Regions from separate parts of the Mus musculus genome. Here region 2 is linked to region 1. A link is a contact called in public promoter capture Hi-C data. All regions are on one chromosome and are shown on one strand. Each heading gives the region's core, a stretch centred on a gene start, on an enhancer-like site or on the middle of the called end of the contact. The rest is flanking DNA. Distances are from core to core; before and after follow the strand shown.

Region 1 (4,577 bases), core at 1,229-3,728:
TGATCTATCTTTGTGGCAGGTTCTCACTGTGTATGCATGGTTGGCTTAGAACTGGAAGTATAAAACAGGCTGGCTTTGAACTCACAGAGATCTACCTGTCTTTGCCTCTGTCTGCTAGAATTAAAGGCACGGGATACCATATGCCACCTAAATTTTAGTCTTTATTCTTTTTAATGTTTTTACATGTGGGTGTTTTGCCTGCATGTATGTCTGTGTACCACAAGCATGCCTGGATCCCCCAAGGCCAGAAGAAGGCATTGGGTCCCCGATGCCTAAAGCTACAAACAGCTGTGAACTATCATTTGGGTGCTGGGAACTGAACATGGGTCCTCTGAAAGAGCAGGTGTTCTATACTGCTGAGTCATCTCTTCAGCCCTAAGCTTTTTTTCCTTTATTAATGACTGTGGTGTTCCCATATAGCTATAGGAAATAGGGCAGCGTGCTTTTCAGCAGTTCACAATACACGACAGTGTGAAGTCTAGCAAGGACTCACAGTGCACATAGCAAAGCCCCAGGTGCAGGGACAGGCCTTGCTACTGTCTTTAGTATTTTTTTTTAAATATAATCTTAATTAGAATTGATGTCCATTGAAACTTGTGCTGATTTTGAACAGTGTACTATATGATGACTAACAAGTTGTTATTTTAGAAAATTCGAGACGACAAAAAAGGAAGCGGAAGAAAGAAGTGCTGGGGCAATCATTTGTGATAAAGAAATACTGTAGAATTATTTGTTTGTTCTCTGCAGTATTTTATAGATGCAACAAGGGTCCAGTTAGTCATTATCTATGTTTCTCACACTAGAGATCAAGTAATAAGTAAGATGCTTTGAAACATTCAATGTATGCAATACTGTTACTGTTGAAATCTGTCAAGCGTGCAAAGAAGTAAAAAACCGACTCTGTTGTTCTGTCGGTACCGTTGTTCTGTTGGTTCGGCTGTTCTGTTGGTAGCGCTGTTCTGTTGGTACTGTTGCATGAGACGCTGCCTTTTGCATTTGTTTGCCTCTCACTGCGTGTGACATCCTGCATCCAGCTTGCCTCACACTCTTCTTTCACTAATCACAGAAATGGAGGAGGAGGCTTCATTATTAATATCATCCTAATAGATAATAAACGGACCCAAGGTAGAAGGGTTAAAGGGCACCCCTGCCTGTGTTCATGTGGGACAATGTTAGCAGGGGGCTGTCTAGGTATCAGCACAGTGCCCCATCCTACGCCTGAGGGTACCCTACCACGGATGTTGTTGTTCAAAACAAACATCGAGGAGAATCAATCTGGAATTCGGCCTCGATTCTTCTAAAAATACTTTATTGAATGTCACTAAATTCCTGTCCACAGTTCAGGTTGTGTTCAGTTTGCTCTTATAGGGCCCCTAAAATTGCAAATTCTCCGAGTTGAGTTCTAGCATACTGGTTCTGGGTGTTACATGGACTATATGATCTAGATAGACATCGGTTCTTCATGACCTGCCCGTGCTTCTCCATTTCTGTCTCAGCACATCCTCTTCAGATGCTTATGTTCTGATAGAATGCTGTGTGAATGTGCCAACTGTGAGGTGACTGTTTAGGATTTTAAGCCAGGTCACAGACTTCAGCTTGTTGGTGTTGGGAACTGGTGAGAAGCCTAAGAGGTTACACACCTGTTGTCACATTGGGAGAGTGAACATGGGTTGTTTGGGCACTGTGGCAAATAGCCTCTCGTTCAAGATATCAAAATGTCTAGGAATTTCCCCAGCCCACTGCAATGTGTCAAACCCTGTGGAAAATAGCCTCTTGTTCGAGATATCAAAATGTCTAGGAATTTCCCCAGCCCACTGCAATGTGTCAAACCCAGGGCCTTGGGCTTGTATGGCAGGTGATGCCATCCCACTCAGTCGCAAAGTTAGCCCCAGAATTTCTGATTTCTCAGAGAATCCATGAGTCTGGATTTTGGATAAATCTTAACACATTTGTTTGTTTTGAGAAACAAGGAAGCCTAGGTTGGCTTAGGACACATGTAGCTCAGAGTAGCCACCCACTCATGGCTAATTTCCTGCGTCAACCTCCTCAGTGCTGGTGTCCGGAGGCTTCGTGAATCTTAAGAATTAGTTCAGCCACAGGATAATCCCACATAGACAAAACATCGTGGCCTTATGTAGAATAAGGAGAGCGTAATTGGGATTCCCGTCTATGCTGTACCACTTAGTGGAGCCCGGACTTCCCCATCCCCATCCCTCCTGCCCAGGGAGCCGTCCCTGCTCCCTGCCCCCTGCCCCCTCTTCTGCTCCCCAGAAGAAAATCTTCATCCTGCCCAGTAGGATTTAAACTGAGTGAGCAGCACTGGCTGAGCGGATCTGGGAGGTCCTGTGGAGGAGGTGGGTTTGTGTCTAGGGAGTGTTGGGAGAAAACTGGCTCACACAGGCGTGAGGAAGGCGGGGCCCTGGCATCGCTGCCCAGCCTCTGGCGACCTCAATCTCCAGGCTGAAACGACCAGTTGTTTTCAGCCTTCCCCTCTGACCTGCTACTCCGGGCATTGTTTTCTGTTCTCCCAGAGTTGTAGGTGGCAGGCGAAAAACGCCTAGATTCTGGCTGCTCTCCAGGACCGTGACCTTCGGCTCTGGGGCCACTGGGCAGCCGCGCCTTTTGGACGGGAGGAGAGAGGAAGCAGAGGACTCCTGGTTCCCCTGGCTGCTCGTCTCCTCCTGTGGCTCTGCCATGGGCTCACGAAGCTCTCATATCGCGCTCATTCCAGACGTGGAGCACATTCGCAGAGAGACAGGCTGTGAGTATGGGTGCTGGTAGTGGTGGTGGTCAGCGCAGCCCAGTAGTTCGTGGGCGGGCACAGGAGGAGGTTTAGTGTAGTGTAGTGTTTTGTGTGTGTGTGTGTGTGTGTGTGTGTGTGTGTCACTAGAATGTAGCTTGAGTATTCCAGATCGCAGAGACTTAGAGGGTTTGGAATCTGAGTCTGGGAATTTGCGCCTCTGGAGCTGGGAAACCGAGACCCAGTGTCCGGGTTCGCAAGGTACCTGAGAGCCAAGTTTGAGGCAGTCCGGGTTGATGGACCAGATTCACTCAGGTGTCTTTGAGCTCGGCTGGAGGCTGAAGGCTGAGCTGAGGACAGATGCAGGGGGAGCTATATCCTGGGCTCTGGGAACTTCCTGGGTTCTCCAACCTAGTGTTTTCTGGAGCCAAGCTTTCTCCAGCAGAGTCGACTCCACACACCTGGTCTTGCAAAGGGTAACTCTCTCCCTTTATCCTCGCCCGTGAGCTTCTTCCTTGTGGTTGAAGCTGCGCTGAGGGTGGAGAGATAGAAGACCCTTTTATGTTGGGGGGGGGGGGCGTTAAAGATGAGAATAAGCCCTCTTGTTCCTCGCCCACGCCCCCTGGCCGGGGTTTCTACAGCGCACCCCAAGTCACAAGGGGCCTGGCAATAAAGACCTGTGAGTCCTCTGCGGACTCATCCCCACCTCCTCTCCGCAGTCTCGCAAGCCAGCCTGCTCCGCCTCTACCACCGGTTCCAAGCCCTGGACAGGGATGAAAAGGGCTTCCTAAGGTGAGCAGAACAGATCTTAAGATCTTTTGCCTCTGTTTTTTCTGGCCCCATCCCCTCACTGACACCTCCATCTGCCTCCTTTTTTGCCTTCCTTGCTTTGTCTTCACAGCCGCCTAGACCTCCAGCAGATCGGAGCACTGGCTGTGAATCCACTGGGTGACCGCATTATAGACAGCTTCTTCCCCAACGGGTGAAGTCTCTACTGGCTGACCGGAGGGGAAATGGACGTGGGTGGGAGGTGAGGCTTCAGATGGTGGCAGCTTGGGTGACCATTGACCTTCTCCATCCCTGTCCCTCTAGAAGTCAGAGACTGTATTTCGCAGGCTTTGCCAGGGTCCTGGCTTATTTTCGACCTATAGATGAAGAAGATGCCACACTCCGAGACCCCAAGCAACCTGAACCCCTAAACAGCAGAATGAACAAACTGCGCTGTGAGTGTGTGCGCCCCCCCTCGTCCCCCCCCCCCGTCCCCCCCCCCCCCCCCCCCGTGAGCCTGGTGAGGACTTATTGTCAGCTCAGGAGCCTCACTTCCTTTTCCCTCTCCTTTCCCAGTTGCATTTCAGCTCTATGATCTGGATCGGGATGGGAAGATCTCCAGGAATGAAATGCTACAGGTCAGAAGACCATGGCTGCATCAGATGTGATGTGGGCAGGGCAGGATGGTTAAATGGAGGTGTGTGTGTGTGTGTGTGTGTGTGTGTGTGTGTGTGTGTGTGTGTATGATGACTGGGGTTGCAAATGATTGTGTGTTAGGTAAGACCTGAGATGGGCTGGGGTTGGGTTAGTTAGGACAAGGGGTGGGGAGGAAATAGGTAAGAGACTGGGAATAGAGCTCAGATTCCCAACTTGGGAGTAATGCCGCCTCTTGCCAGTATCTGAGATACTTAGTTGTCATTACCGGGAAGAGATCACCCAATCGATTTTTACCAGGAATGGGCCAGCAATACTGCTATACACACCCAAACACCTAGGACAGCCTTCCACATCAAGGACTTATCTAGGTCCAAATGTCATTAGTGCCAAGACTCTGGGATAGATGATAAAG
Region 2 (4,577 bases), core at 1,020-3,519, 1.2 Mb after region 1:
TCTCTCTCAGTCTCTCCTGTCCTTCTGATAGTCTCTTCAAAGCTAATGGATATAGTTGAGTTTATAGCCTTTTCTTCCACTAAGTGGCAAAGTGTGTGTGTAACAGAAAATTGACCACTTTAACTATTGCGAGTGTACAGCTTAGTGGTGTTAATTATCCTCAGCTGCTTGTTATCTATCTCTAACACTCATCTCTAGAATGTCTTCATCTCCCCAACCAAAAAAAAAAAAATCACTCTACTTCAGGCTTTGGAAACCACTAACCAAACTAACAAACAGACAAATAAACAATTTGTTTATTTATCTATTTATCTATCTATTTAGAGAGAGAGAGAGAGAGAGAGAGTGTGTGTGTGTGTGTGTGTGTGTGTGTGTGTGTGTAGCTCAGAGGACAGCTTGCAGAGGTTGGTTTTCTCCTTCTACCACATAGTTAGGTCCTGAGGATAGAATTCAGTTATTAAGCTTGGGGAAAAACTACTTTTACCCACTAGGCCACACTGCACAGTCTCCCTCCCCCCTGCCCTGTTCCTACTTTTTTTTTTAAGATAAGATCTCATATAGCCAGGTTGGCATCAACCTTTCTGTGTAACTAAGGGTGACCTTTCTGTGTAGCTAAGATGCCCCCTCCTGCACTCACCTCCCCCGTGTCGGCATTACAGGTGTGCACCACCACGTCAGGTTCTGTGGGGTGCTTAGGAGAGGATCAAACCTAGGGTTCAGAGTGCAAAACACGCATCCCACCAACTAAGCCCCTCCTGACCCCATCCCTCCTTTTGTATTTACAAACCCGACTGTCCCGGTCCCTTATGTAAGTTGATTTACGTTGTCCTTTTGTCCCGGTCCCTTATATAACTTGATTTACATTGTCCTTTTGTCCCGGTCCCTTATATAACTTGATTTACATTGTCCTTTTGTGACATTTCACTGTTATTATGATCTTAGGCTTTGTCATCGTGAAAAAGTGCTTTTTCTTCTGCGGCATGCTGTAAAGATTGGACCCTCCTCATGGAGTGTTCTCCAGGTGAACCTGAGGCAATGTATGCAAGGCTCTTAGCCAGCTGCTGGCACTGTAACATCCGAGTGTGCATTCTAAGGTTGGTGGACGTTAATACATATGAACTCTTGCCCGTGGGTGTCTATATGGGTATTACAGGTCTGTGGGGAAGGGGAACTGGTATAGCTCATGGGGTGTCCCCCCCCCCCCGCTGTAAGTTTTATAGCTTTGAAGGGAAAGGTTTCCTGGCAGTTGGGAGCCAAGGGATACCACAAAGCCATTCTGCATGACAAATTTCATACAAGAGATTTATTAGAAGGGAAAAACCCAGGAGGGTGGCTACCTCTGCTCAGACAAGAAGCGGCAGAGAACTGAGCAGAAGACAGGCTTTATTTTGGGCTTAGGGGTAGGGGAACAGAACTTTCCAGGGTAGAACTTTCCAGGGTGGGGATTAGTGGGACTTCAAATCCTGATCTTGGGCTTTTTACTCTGTAGGGCGGAGCTGGGCCACCTGAGTGGTGATTATAGCAGTTGGAGATCCTCAGGGGCAGGGCCTGGCCACTCGCACGCCATGAGGGGCTTACACATATATTCTGAGTTCATGGACTCTGGCATTTTTGTACTGTATCTGGAGCTACCTTGAGTCCTTTTCATTTCTTCACTCATTGAAGCCCTGTAAGGATGCCATGCCATTAGCTCAGTCGCTGTCATTTGCCGATGAAACAGTGAAAGTGACTCGAGCTCAGTGGCACTCAATTGCGTGGTTAGCTCTTGGCTTGTACAAGCTGAGCTGGGGTGTCAGTGCAGGCAGTGTGAGCAGAGGGGTGCATCTCACTGGTGGTTCCCTGGCTTTGGGTAGGTAAGCCCGTAGGTCCTACTCCTACTCATCCCCAGGTTTCCAAAGTCCACCAGCTTTACCATACACAACAGTGCCATATTGTCCCTACTGCCTTAGGCAGCCAGCAGCCATCATCAGCTCACACACTCGCTGGGTCAGGTGATCAGGGTATTTGTGGAAAAGGTCCTGGGTGGGAAAGAGACCCACGAGGATGGTGGAATGTCAATGGTAGCGGAGCTGGCTGTTACTGAGTGTGCAGTGTCTCCTGCTGGGACCTTCCTCAGGCCTGAGCACTCATGCACATGATACAAGCTAACCACGCCTTTCCTGTTGCTGGCACTAAGCCCAGCAATCATTGATCCCACGTGGCCCTTGCCCTGTTGAGATTAGAAAAAAAAAGTTGACTCTTCTGGGCCACCTCCCATTCGGGCTTTATTGCTTTCTGGACACCTTTGGTGAATGTCCCCAGTCCTTTAAAAGCGCAGAGTCCGCTAGACTCTACCTCCAGTCTGTGACCTAGAGATAAGTGAGTACAATCTAGGGCAGCCGGCGAAGCTCCTGGTAGCTCTGGCTCGGATCTTCTTGAGCAGATGTCTGGGGAGGTGAGTCTGTTGCCTGGGCAAGGGCACTAAGGATTTGGTCAAGGCTGGGGGTGGGGGCTTTTGTCTTGGGGCCTCTGCCACCCATGTTTCCTGTCTTTTTTTCCCCCTACGGCAGACACCAATGTGTAGTATGGACCTACCTGAGGTCAAGGTGAAGACCAGCATGGCTGGCAGATGCCGTGTGTTCTGGTATGAGCAATACGTACAACCATGTATAGTGGAACTTGTGGGCTCCGCTCTCTTCATCTTCATCGGATGTCTATCGGTCATTGAGAATAGTCCGAATACTGGGCTCCTGCAGCCTGCCTTGGCTCATGGGCTGGCCTTGGGGCTCATCATTGCTACCTTGGGGAACATCAGGTGAGACCAGACCTCATCATTAGCTTAGTGCCAATCTGGGGAATTCTTGGGCACCCACTTATGGTCTTACAAACGTGGGGGTGGGTCATCTAGCTCTGCAGTCTGTGAAGACTATTAAATAGGAGTCATACTGTTACTACATGTTAAAGTTAGCTTCGAGCCAACATATACCCATTGCTAGCTATTGCCTCTGCTCTATACTGAGCATGATTCAGATATTTGATTCTAGTGACAAACTTAAGAAATAGGTTCTGTTATTTCCCGTTTTATATTTGCAAAAGAGAAAAGTCCACATCACTGAGATGAGGTATTTGCTACCAGGTGGTGGAGCCAGGAGTCAAATTCAAGCTGTCTGGCTTAGTGTCCAAAGCCGAGGGATTGTCTTGGGGAGATGGGATCGTGGGGTGCTCAGTATTCACTACTGTTGCTGCTACTCTTTGGGAGTGAATTGGAAAAAGCAAAGCGCCGGGTTTTTGTCCACTGCGATGCACAGAAAGTGCAGGGGCTTCAACCTGACAAGAGTGTTTTGTTTTGTTTTGTTTTTTAGAGGCAGAAAAATGACCATCCCTTGGTTTTTTATCTGGGTAGGAGCCCAGTAGAATGGGTTGATGGGAGGTGGGCTGTTTCCCAGAAGAGCCAGCTGTAATGGTAGACATTCCGATTGGGTCATCTGACAGGGGGACTGGGATAGGGCTGTTCTCTATCTCACTCGAAATCAGATCTGAGTGAGGACATTGAGTTACTGCCCTCTGGGAAGAAACAATGGACAGTTTATTATCTCTTTAAATGGGTGGGTGGGGGTGCAGGAGTTCTGGGCAGGGTGAAAGGCACATGACCTTCTATCTAGGTAGGCCTGGTGGCTTCCTGGCTGGGCAACCAAGGCGAGCCTCTGAGCTTGTGTTTAGCTGTGTGATGCAGAAGAGGGCAGCATCAGCTTCAGTGAAGCCCGGAGTATGACCAGCAGGCAGAGATGCCTGCTGAACACGCACCAACATCTTGCTTTTGCAGTCAGCTGTACCGACTGTAGGTACAGCACTTTGGCCACATTTCTGAAAGGCCAGAACAAGCTCTGAGGAGTTGGAGTAAACCATGGATGTTCTCTGTATGTGTTTGTCTCTAAGGCCAACTAGGGCCTGGGGTTAGGGCCTGCTCCACCCATCTGCAGCTACCTTTGCTCCTCTCACCCCAACACAAAGCTCTTCGTGGAAAAACGGGAGCGATTTGCACATTTCTGCTTATGGAAGGGACTGGGCTGACTCCAGCCTGCAGGCTCAGCTTGGAGGACAGGCTGAAGTACATATTCCCAAGGGATGTCCCTGTGGTGAGCCTTGGAGCATGTCCTCATGGCTTCCTTCTCTTCTTGGTTGTAGCGGTGGACACTTCAACCCTGCTGTGTCGCTGGCAGTCACAGTGATCGGAGGCCTCAAGACCATGCTGCTAATTCCCTATTGGATCTCCCAGCTATTTGGAGGGCTGATTGGGGCTGCCTTGGCTAAAGTGAGTGGTCCCTGCTGGGATAGGACTAGTGGCTTGGTACTGATGGAGTCCCCTTTCCCCTCTCTTACCTTTGGGTTTGCTTGAAATCTTAGAAATCTTTCTATTAGTCAAAAAGGCTACTTCCCGGGCCAAGGAGATGCCCCAGCAGTTAAGAGCACTGGCTGCTCCTCCAGAGGACCTGGGTTCAGTTCTCAGCACCCACATGGCAGCTCACAACCTTATGTAACTCCAGTCTTAGGGCTCTAACACTCTTTCCTGGCCTCTGTGGTTACTAGGCATGCACGTG

What was found. Capture Hi-C pulls out chosen DNA fragments and counts their contacts.
Region 2: a contact with region 1 is called in a promoter capture Hi-C map of liver, with 2.9 times the contacts expected there. The contact joins the promoter of Aqp8 here to the promoter of Chp2 in region 1. A contact is called at or near these places in 3 of 39 promoter capture datasets (cranial neural crest, frontonasal cranial neural crest and hippocampal neurons) and 2 of 9 other capture datasets (adipose tissue and liver).

What each region holds. Positions count from the first base shown.
Region 1 is chr7:122,217,018-122,221,594 of GRCm38.p6, forward strand. Chp2 (calcineurin-like EF hand protein 2) reads left to right here and starts at 2,479. Exons shown (of 7, transcript NM_027363.1): 1 at 2,479-2,761; 2 at 3,460-3,532; 3 at 3,642-3,722; 4 at 3,833-3,963; 5 at 4,085-4,146. The coding sequence starts at 2,695. It overlaps Gm51496 (a long non-coding RNA gene), which reads right to left. Exons shown (of 2, transcript XR_003946871.1): 2 at 702-1,056.
Region 2 is chr7:123,460,025-123,464,601 of GRCm38.p6, forward strand. Aqp8 (aquaporin 8) reads left to right here and starts at 2,270. Exons shown (of 6, transcript NM_001109045.1): 1 at 2,270-2,434; 2 at 2,550-2,794; 3 at 4,165-4,291. The coding sequence starts at 2,423.